Regions from separate parts of the Mus musculus genome. Here region 1 is linked to region 2. A link is a contact called in public Hi-C data. All regions are on one chromosome and are shown on one strand. The core of a region is the stretch at or near the end of the contact, and the rest is flanking DNA. Distances in the headings are between cores, read along the strand shown. Region 1 overlaps Birc3 (baculoviral IAP repeat-containing 3). Region 2 has its middle 26 kb from the start of AV064505.

Region 1 (5,384 bases), core at 2,226-4,725, 130 kb after region 2:
CTGAAGTTGCAGCCATGGACCATTAGTCTTGTTCAGGAGAGAAATGTGCGCACTGTGCCCTTGATGGTCCCTCTACAGATGGGACACTTCCTCAGAGAGGGAGCGCAGTCTTTGCACACGACCAGATGGCCACAGGGAATGAACACGATGGATACCTCTCGGTCCATACACACTTTACACATTCTTTCCTCCTGGAGTTTCCGCAACTGTTCTTCCATTGGTAGAGCTGTGAAGAGGGGAAATGCTTTATTTAAAACACAGCCTGACTTCAAACTCTGATCCTCCCGCCTCCAGTTTCCAAGCACTGGTCCCACGGCATATGATGCCATGTGATGGAAGATAAGAGGATTTTCAATGAAGAACAATTTGCTTTTCCTCTAGTGAAATCCCAAGAAAATAAAAATGATGATTTCTGCAGGTTTAAAGTCTTAGCGCCATTACCTGCAATGTCATCTGTGGGAAGACTCCTAATGTCCTGTTGCACTGGGGGAGGAAAGGGGAACTCATTAGTATGAGAATCAAGGCTGGTATTTACATTCTAAAAATTTTATTTATCTAGTATTAATGTTTATTTGAGACACAGAATTATTCTGTAACCAAGCTGGCACTGAACTCACAACCCTCCTGCTTCAACCTCCTGGATACTGTGATTGTAGGTATATATTACCATGCCCAGCAGCAACTGTATTTATTTCATGTGCACGAGTGTGTGTGTGTGTGAGAGAGAGACAGAGTATGTGTGTATGAGTGTGTGTGAGTGTGTGTGTGTGTGTGTGAGAGAGAGAGAGAGAGACAGAGTATGTGTGTATGAGTGTGTGTGTGTGAGAGAGAGTATGTGTGTATGAGTGTGTGTGTGAGAGAGAGAGTATGTGTGTATGAGTGTGTGTGTGTGAGAGAGAGTATGTGTGTATGAGTGTGTGTGTGTATGAGTGTGTGTGTGTGAGAGAGAGAGTATGTGTGTATGAGTGTGTGTGTGTGTGTGAGAGAGAGAGAGAGACAGTATGTGTGTATGAGTGTGTGTGTGTGTGTGTGAGAGAGAGAGAGAGAGAGAGACAGAGTATGTGTGTATGAGTGTGTGTTTGTGTGTGTGAGAGAGAGACAGAGTATGTGTGTATGAGTGTGTGTGTGTGTGTGTGAGAGAGAGAGACAGAGTATGTGTGTATGAGTGTGTGTGTGTGAGAGAGAGAGACAGAGTATGTGTGTATGAGTGTGTGTGTGTGTGTGTGTGTGAGAGAGAGACAGAGTATGTATGTATGAGTGTGTGTGTGTGAGAGAGAGAGAGAGACAGAGTATGTGTGTATGAGTGTGTGTGTGTGTTTGTGTGTGTGTGTGAGAGAGAGAGAGAGACAGAGAGAGAGAGAAGAGAAAGAGAGGAGAGAGAGACAGAAAAAGAGCACATGACATGCGAGCATGGGGAGGGTGGGCAGTTCTGGGATCAAACTCAGGTCATCAGATTTGTGTAGACTTTTGGGGCAAGCACTTTTACCTGCTGAGCCATCTCACCAGATCCCCTGAGCCTTCCAACACACAGCAGATTTTAAACACTTTACACTCAACAAAAGCCCTCAATTTTGTGCAATTAAAATGTATACATTGGACTGAGTTTTTTTCAACAATCTCCAATTACTAATAAGAGCCTCTTTGCAATTGATCTAGAAAGCTCCCCCCAAATAATTTCCTAGCACTTACCAAATATATCTCTGTATAACGCAGGGTCAATTTCCCGAAGGGAGTTTCTGAATGAGGTTGCTGCAGTGTTTCCTTTTGCTAACACAGTATCAATCAGTGTGCTTGCTTGTAAGGTGTGTGGTTTCTGTTTCACAGCATTGCACTCCTGTTCAGTGATGGCCCTTGCACTTAGGAGGCAATACAGCATTGGTGTCACACACGTCAAATGTTGGAAAAGCACCATTTTGTTCTTCCGGATTAGTGCTAGATCATCTTTATGAAGAGAGAGAAACACAGTCTGCTCACAGCTGCCTTCCATAACGACATAATGCATGAATGAGATCATATGTGTTTGTTTAAAGATCTCATATACCTCAGCGTGGTGGCCAAATCACCATGACATTAAAGTTCTGACTTATATGCTGCTATCCTCTGAGTGCCAGCTTTCCAGACAGATGGCCCCAGGCCCAACTTCACATCATTAGGGATCAAACCCAGGGCTCTGTGATTGCTAGGCAGGTGCTCTGAAAATCTAGCAATGTCCATAGCTCATTATATCGTCATTTTTAGTATTCTTTTTTTAAATTTTTTAAAGATTTATTTATTATTATATGTAAGTACACTGTAGCTGTCTTCAGATGCACCAGAAGAGGGCATCAGATCTCATTACGGATGGTTGTGAGCCACCATGTGGTTGCTGGGATTTGAACTCAGGACCTTCAGAAGAGCAGTCAGTGCTCTTAACTGCTAAGCCATCTCTCCAGCCCCATTTTTAGTATTCTATTTTCTACTATGAAGATATTTTCTACTATATCCATAAAATGATTAATACTAATAAAGGTAGTCTGAAAAATTATTTTAGGAGAAGCAGTTAGATTTTAGATCATTGAATTTGTCACTAGGACACTTATTTACAGAACCACATGAAGGACAAAAAAAAAGAATCGGTCATACATGAGCATTTTTGTTTTCTGTTTGCTTTTGTCTTTTAATGTAGCTCAGGCTAGCCTCATACTCACGTCATTGCTGAGGATGGCCTGAAATTTCTGCTTCCACTGCAAAGATGCTAGGACTATAAGCATGTACCCCATACGCAAGATTATACACAGGTGTCCCACATGCCTGGCAAGCACTCTGCCAATTACGTTGTACTGACAGCCCTGCTTGTTTTTGAGGTCTCATTCTGCTGTAACCCAAGTAGACTGGAGCTCACTAGGCAGACGAGTACTCAGGAGGCTAAAGCAGAAATGTCATGAACTCAAAACCAGTCTGAGCTACACAGCAAGATCTTGTCTCAAAAGTCTGCTTTCGGTCGAGTGTGGTGGCACACGCCTTTAATCCCAGCACTCGGGAGGCAGAGGCAGGCGATTTCTGAGTTTGAGGCCAGCCTGGTCTACAAAGTGAGCTCCAGGACAGCCAGGGCTATACAGAGAAACCCTGTCTCAAACCCCTCCCCCCCCCAAAAAAAAAGTCTGCTTTCTGGTCTGCTGAGGCTCTGGTCTAGAGTGAGGATAGCAATCAGAACAAGAAGAGAGCTGCACACGCCCAGAGGAAGACGGCTCTGAGCACAGACCAAAGAGCAGATTAGCAAACAATGCTAAGAATGGAGAACTTGCCCTGAACTCCATGAACTTGAAAGGGAAGATAGCTCTAGTGTGGGCAGGCAGGGGACTTCAACCTGAATGTGTGCATTAAGCCAGGACCATGACCCATGTCTGACATCACAGCGCTTGGGAGGTAGAGGGAGGAAGATCAGGATTCAACTACATAGCAAGTTCAAGCCCAGTCTGAGCTACCCTGTCTCACAGGGGTGGAGTGAGGGGAGGCTGGAGGGATGGCCCACATCCTCCTCTCGGAAAGCTACACTCTTGTCTAGGCTTCAAAGGCTCCTGCATATGCACTGTACACATAAAACACACAGGTATACACATACACACATAAGTTAAACATTAATTAAAACATTATAGTCTGAGACATGTTCAGATTAATAATTCTTCCAGAATCCATCTCAATTGATAAGAAAGGGAATGAGCAACCATCTTGGGATCAAGAATGTGCTTGGGGTCAGTGAGCTGGCTCAGTGCAGAGATCACTCAGTGTTAAAGGCTAATGACAGGCATGACTCTGACACTTGGAATCCAAAAAATGTGGGAGGAGAGTTCTAGCTCCAATAAGATACCCTCTGACCTCTATCTATCTGGCCTAGCATGGCATGGCAGCCCCCTCACTCCCCTCCAAACACATATACACCTATTCAAAATTTAAGAACTGATTTGATAATAGTAGTATGAAGCTCCTTAGTGCATAATTTGTGCTTTAAGAGGAAAACATAGAGGCTTATTAATTGAGAAGATCTGTGTACACACGCATAAAATAAAAATCATACATATAGTGTGATTGTTTTGGAGTTTGGGGTTTTTTTTGTTTCTGTTTTTAAGCTCCATGAGTAATTATAGGCAAAGCCAACAACTCATCCTAAAATTTAAATTAATTAAGGTCAGCCTGGTCTACAGAGTGAGTTCCAGGACAGCCTGGGCTGCACAGAGAAACCCTGTCTCAAAAAAAACAAAAACCAAAAACCAAACCAAAACAAAAAAATTTAAAAAAACCAAAGTTTTCAGGGCTGGAGAGATGGCTCTGTGGTTAGGAACAGTGACTCTTTTTCCAGAGGTTCTGGGTTTAGTTCCCAGCCCCACTTGCTAACTGACCATTCACTGTCTGTAACACTAGTTCCAGGGGATCCTCCGCCCTCTTCTGGCCTCCATAGACATTGTACAGACACATGCAGGCAAGATGCCCATACACATAAAATAAAAATAAATAAATCTAAAAAAATATGTTAACAGGCTCAACATACACATTTTTTAATTTAATGAGCAATCCTGATGTATTTTGAGAGAGAGAGAGAGAGAGAGAGAGAGAGAGAGAGAGAAAGTCAACAGTTCTCCCCTTCCATCAAATGGGTTTTGGGGATCAAGCTATGGCGGTCAGGTTCACCAGAAAACACCCTTACCTGCTGAGCCGTCTCCCTAGTCCTCCACAATGCACTTTATTGTTAAGAATTTACTTACAGAGTTTGAATTTAGAATATGAAACATAAGAAAGGCCAGGCTGGGGTTGGCGAGATGGCTCAGCGGGTAAGAGCACTGACTGCTCTTCTGAAGGTCCTGAGTTCAAATCCCAGCAACCACATGGTGGCTCACAACCATCTGTAATGGGATCAGATGCCCTCTTCTGGTGTGTCTGAAGACAGCGACAGTGTACTTATTTACAATAATAAATACATTTTAAAAAAGAAAGAAAGAAAGAAAGAAAGAAAGAAAGAAAGAAAGAAAGAAAGAAAGAAAGAAAGAAAGAAAGAAAGAAAGAAAGGAAGGAAGGCAGGCCAGGCTGAGTAGATGGGCATCTTTTTCGAATTCGCGTGGGCGACAGCACATCTCTCCAGGGAAAGGCCTTGTTACTCTGTACCTGACTCCTCCTCCTCGGCCGCCTGCTCCATCTGCTCCTCTCTCATCTCGTCTTCTGCATCGAGTAAGCCTATAACGAGGTCACTGACGGTCCTGTAGTTCTCACCAGTGGCCAGGATCTGCCACTGAACCGTCTGTCTCACCAGGCTCCTACTGAAGCCCATTTCCAAGGCTGCTTTAACCACAGGCGTGCTCATCATGACGACATCTTCCGAACTTTCTCCAGGGCCAAAATGCACGACTATATGG
Region 2 (4,857 bases), core at 1,213-3,712:
CTCATTCTAAGTAGGACTGAAGGATTCACACTTTGGTCTTCCTTCTTCTTGAGTTTCATATGATCTGTGAATTGTAAAACTCAGGTGACAGCAGATGCTGTCAAGGATGTGGAGAAAGAGAAACACTCCTCCACTGCTGGTGGGATTGCAAGCTGGTACAACCACTCTGGAAATCAGTCTGGTGGTTCCTCAGAAAACTGGACATAGTACTACCTGAGGACCCAGCTATACCACTCTTGGGCATATATCCAAAATATGCTCCAACATATAACAAGGACACATGATCCACAATGTTCATAGCAGCCTTATTTATAATAGCCAGAAGCTGGAAAGAACCCAGATGTCCTTCAACAGAGGAATGGATACAGAAAATGTGGTACATTTACACAATGGAGTACTACTCAGCTATTAAAAACAATGACTTCATGAAATTCTCAGGCAAATGGATGGAACTAGAAAATATTATCCTGAGTGTGATAACACAGTCACAAAAGAGTACACAGGGTATGTACTCATTGAGAAGTGGATATTAGGAAAAAAGCTCAGAATAATCATGTTATTGGAATCTCTTTTTTTTTTTTGATATTAGAATCTCTTAATCATTCTACATTCCATTCTTTGCTCTCTAAAGCTAATACACCGTAGGATTCTTGCATCTACTCTCACAGCTGAGACTAGTCTGTAATGGGCTTTTCTTGTACTTTCTCTTATTAAGGTGTGATGAGAATTATGTTGACACCATAAAAGAAAGAGGGCTGGCTCTCTAGCTAATCTTTCTTTAAGAAAGAAAATAATAAAACTGAGACCTTCAATCAAAACATAAGAAAACTTTTTAAATATAAACACTTATCAAAGTTAGAATTGCTCCTTTAAAAAGTTGTAAAGATAAGGCACTGGTGTGTTGTGGATAGTCCTGATGCTGTTTGTATTTTGATGTTAATTCAACTTCTCTCAGAGGGATTATCTGGGATGAGGAGTGAATCACATACTCAGGACTTCACGTGACCCTTCTAATGAATAAAGAACCCAATCATTGAGAGAGTAGGCAGGACTTCCCGGTGGAGGGAGGAAGAGAAGAGAAGAGAGATATGGGCTTTTATGTAGCTACTAGTGATCCTTGGGTTAGACTGCAAATTCTCCAGGAGGATTTAGATTTAATATGGCTTACAAAATTTAGGATTCTAGTTGTTGTGCCCAGCGATTGAGTTACCATTGATTCCGAACTAAGTGTGTGTGGTGTTTTCCTTCGTGCAGCGGTTCAACTGGGTTCCAGAGAGAAAGGTACAGCAGCAAAGCATAGGTTTGCCAGAAGTGCACCCCAAAAAGCCACCAGTGGGAACTTAGAGAGCTGGATGGAGAGATTTTGGAGCTCTGAGTCAGTTTCCACAAGATGAGGACAGACTGCCCATGCTGCCAGTGCCTTGCTGGTGTAGTGTGAATTGTATTTTTGAATATTTCCCACAATACTGGTGTATGACTCAATGGTAGAATAAACACCTGCTTAGCATGCACAAACAGTGTCTTAAGGTCAACCCCCAGCACTAAAAAAATAAAATAAAATAGAAGTCAACAGTTTCCTAACCCACAGTATTAAAACAATAAGCCAAAGTCCTAATTAAAATTTAAAATTTATTGAAATTAGAAAAGCAATGGATTATACATAATAGTAGAATCCACAACTATTAATAGCATCCCCTTTGGTTTCATTATTTTTAACTGGTTTTATTAAATTTTGTTTATTGTCGGGAGGAGTATGTGTAGGCACAGCATGTACAAGTACACTGGCCATCAAGCACTTTGACCCACTGAGCCACATCTTTCTTTTTTTTTTTAAATTTTTTATTAGGTATTTTCCTCATTTACATTTCCAATGCTATCCCAAAAGTCCCCATACCCTCCCCCAACTCCCCTACCCACCCATTCCCACTTCTTGGCCCTGGCGTTCCCCCTGGTCTAAAAAGTCACGTGACTTCTTAGGTTCAGGTTCCCCAAGAACAGAATAGAATCTTAGCATTTACTTCTCTGTTCCATTTAAAAAACAAGTGAAATATAACTAACTTAAAGCTATTAAAGACAAAGACTGACAACCAGTCTCAGCAAACCTCAAGTGAGAACAAAGATCTTGGCTCCCAGTTTCAACCCCAACAGAATAACAAAACCATTCTAACTGAAAGTAAGAAAGTACACCTGAGGCCAGAACACAAGTGCCCAGTCCCCGGTCCCCAATCCCTTCTGTCTGCAGTGGAACTGGAGATACTCTGGACTCCATGATCTACATGGAAAATCAGGGAAGCTCAAGTTCAAAGACCACGCCTTGAGCCACTCCTCTTCCCCACCAACCTGTCCCTCTACTGGTCCCTCTTCCTTCCATGTTCTTGACTAATTTTCCTCTCCAGCACTCTGTAGCAGGGTACACACACACACACCCCATTTCAGTAGGTAGTCTTTTCCTTTCACCTCCTTTCTTTGATGAGCTAGGAAGTGAAATGCAAATGTGTTCCCTTCTTTTTGAAGAGCTAAGCCCTCCCTTCCCTGGAGCAAAGAGAAACTTGTTTTTCAGGTTATGCATCTGAGGTACCACAAAAGAAAATCACAGGTAAAAGACCAAGAGGAAGGAAAGCTTACCTAGACTCAAGGCACTTTGGGACAAATTCTGTGAGTTTAGAAAGGGGACATGCCAGACTGCTCCTCATAGTCACCTGGAAATCAGTAAGACGTCAGACACAAGTACTTGGCTCATCTAATCTACAGTGCACTGGGCACTGGGTTTCAGAGCTTTCCAAAATACTCAGTGTATTTGGTAAACTAAATGTATCATGAAAATTGCTAGATGCTGCCCAACGACAGAATGCTGCAGATGAGGACAGGGGACAGATCAGCTATCAGGAAGTGGTAATGAGGTAAGAGTTCTACCTTGGTGCAGGTAGAGCTTCTGACAGAGGTTTCACAGCTGGTAGAACATTTACAGCTATGTGTCACCAAGCCCAGTTGGTTGGCAACTGGGAGTCAAAAGAAAGGTGATGATCTGGCAGGCTTGAGTTTGGAACCATAAAAATGGTTCAGCCAATAAAGAACTTGACAAGGATCATGAAGACATGAGCTTGTTCTTCAGGATCCAAGGAAAACAGCAGAGCTAGTGGCATATTCTTGTAAGCCTAGTATGGAGAAGCCAGAGACAGATGGGTTCCTGAGCTCCCTGAGCAGTCAGCCTGGCCTAATGGGGGAGCTGAAAGTCAATGACTCAACACAACAAGGTGAGTGGCTCCTTGGGAACTTGCATGATTTCTCTATATGTATGAACACACGTGTACACATCCTTAACACACACACCCTAAAAGCAAAGGAAGGAAGGAAGGAAGGAAGGAAGGAAGGAAGGAAGGAAGGAAGGAAGGAAGGAAGGAAGGAAGGAAGGAAGGGAGGGAGGGAGGGAGGGAGAGAGAAAGGGAGGGAGGGAGGGAAGGAGGGAGGGAGGGAGGGAGGGAGGGAACCTGTTGGTGTACTGGCTATTCTTATGTTAACTTGACACACCTATTAGAGTTACCTGAAAGGAGGGGAGTTTAACTGAGAAAAATGCCTCCATAAGATCCACCTGTAAGGTATTCATTTTCTTAACTAGTAACTGAAGAAGGAGGGCCTAGCATATTGTGATTGGTTCCATCCCTGGGCTGTTGGTATCTGTACCAGCACCTGCCTCCGGGTTGCAGCCCTGTTTGAGTTCATGCCCTGGCTTCCTTCCATGATGGACTATGATATAAAAGTGTAAGTCCCCTCGGATGTGGCTGAACCGAAGCGAGCAGGCGGGAGACTCTGCAGGATCCGCGGCCCTGAGCATCGGAGCGGTGAACTCTTCAAGTCTCCGATTAAATTTTAAAAATGTCCTCCAATAAAACTACATTGCAAAAAATGGGAAAGAAACAACATGGAAAGAGTAAAAAAGTTGAAGAGGCAGAGCCTGAAGAATTTGTGGTAGAAAAAGTACTGAACCGTCGTGTAGTGAATGGGAAGGTGGAGTATTTCCTGAAGTGGAAGGGGTTCACAGACGCTGATAATCCTTGGGAACCAGAAGAAAATTTAGATTGTCCAGAATTAATTGAAGCATTTCTTAATTCTCAAAAAGCTGGTAAAGAAAAAGATGGTACAAAAAGGAAATCTTTATCTGACAGTGAATCTGATGATAGCAAATCGAAGAAGAAGAGAGACGCTGCTGACAAACCAAGGGGCTTTGCCAGAGCTCTTGATCCTGAAGGGATAATCGGTGCCACGGACAGCAGTGAGAATTAGTGTTTCTCATGAAGTGGAAGGACTCGGACGGGGCTGGCTTGGTGCTGCCAAAGGAGGCGAACATGAAGTGTCCTCAGATGGTCATTGCCTTCTACGAGGAGCGGCTGACTTGGCATTCTTGTCCTGAAGATGAAGCACAATAATTGTTTGCATTTATATATATATAATCTGGATCTTGGGCTTTGAATAACTAGTGTGGAAAAAAATAGCATTCTAATGAAAATCAAGTTTGATATGCTGGTTTTGAAAGTATTGACAGTAGTTGGGATATTTTTGGTTTTTGTTCTGCATCAAAAGGCACTGATTCCTTTGAGCAAGTAAGAGCTTTCTGTAGTTGCTTCCTTTAACAATAGAATATTTGATACCATGTTGTATTTCCTCAGCTTTGAAGAACAGCTTTTCTTAAACGCTGAGGAGATTTTACAGTTTTTACTCAAGTCAGAACTTATTTTTAACTGGGACACAGAAGGACCATTCTGGGTTTTTTTTTTGTTTCTATGCGGTGTATGCATAAAACACATAACTTGTTTGTTTTGTTTTGTTTTTAACTGAAGATGAAAATACAAGTTGATGAGA

What was found. Hi-C and Micro-C count contacts between places; a contact is called where the count stands out from the background.
Region 1: a Hi-C map of embryonic stem cells shows a contact between it and region 2, with 3 times the contacts expected there. The contact joins two enhancer-like sites. A contact is called at or near these places in 1 of 39 promoter capture datasets (embryonic stem cells), 9 of 15 datasets of contacts at CTCF or cohesin (CD8 T cells, the G1E-ER4 cell line, the NIH/3T3 cell line and 5 more), 181 of 484 Hi-C or Micro-C datasets (the 4T1 cell line, the 63-12 cell line, the AML12 cell line and 86 more), 28 of 115 datasets of contacts at active chromatin or transcription factors (the HPC-7 cell line, PVALB interneurons, astrocytes and 13 more) and 5 of 9 other capture datasets (adipose tissue, embryonic stem cells, embryonic tail and 2 more).

What each region holds. Positions count from the first base shown.
Region 1 is chr9:7,849,231-7,854,614 of GRCm38.p6, forward strand. Birc3 (baculoviral IAP repeat-containing 3) reads right to left here. Exons shown (of 9, transcript NM_007464.3): 6 at 5,137-5,376; 7 at 1,690-1,941; 8 at 442-483; 9 at 1-226. The coding sequence ends at 33. Among named protein-coding and RNA genes, the nearest start is that of Birc2, 15 kb to the left of the region's middle. Within about 2 kb of position 3,476, at least 27 of the 459 cell types and tissues checked have an H3K27ac peak or open chromatin away from gene starts, as enhancers often do. A contact at or near this core is called in embryonic stem cells, where this site is marked.
Region 2 is chr9:7,719,274-7,724,130 of GRCm38.p6, forward strand. It overlaps the pseudogene Cbx3-ps8. Among named protein-coding and RNA genes, the nearest start is that of AV064505, 26 kb to the left of the region's middle. Within about 2 kb of position 2,463, at least 15 of the 459 cell types and tissues checked have an H3K27ac peak or open chromatin away from gene starts, as enhancers often do. A contact at or near this core is called in embryonic stem cells, where this site is marked.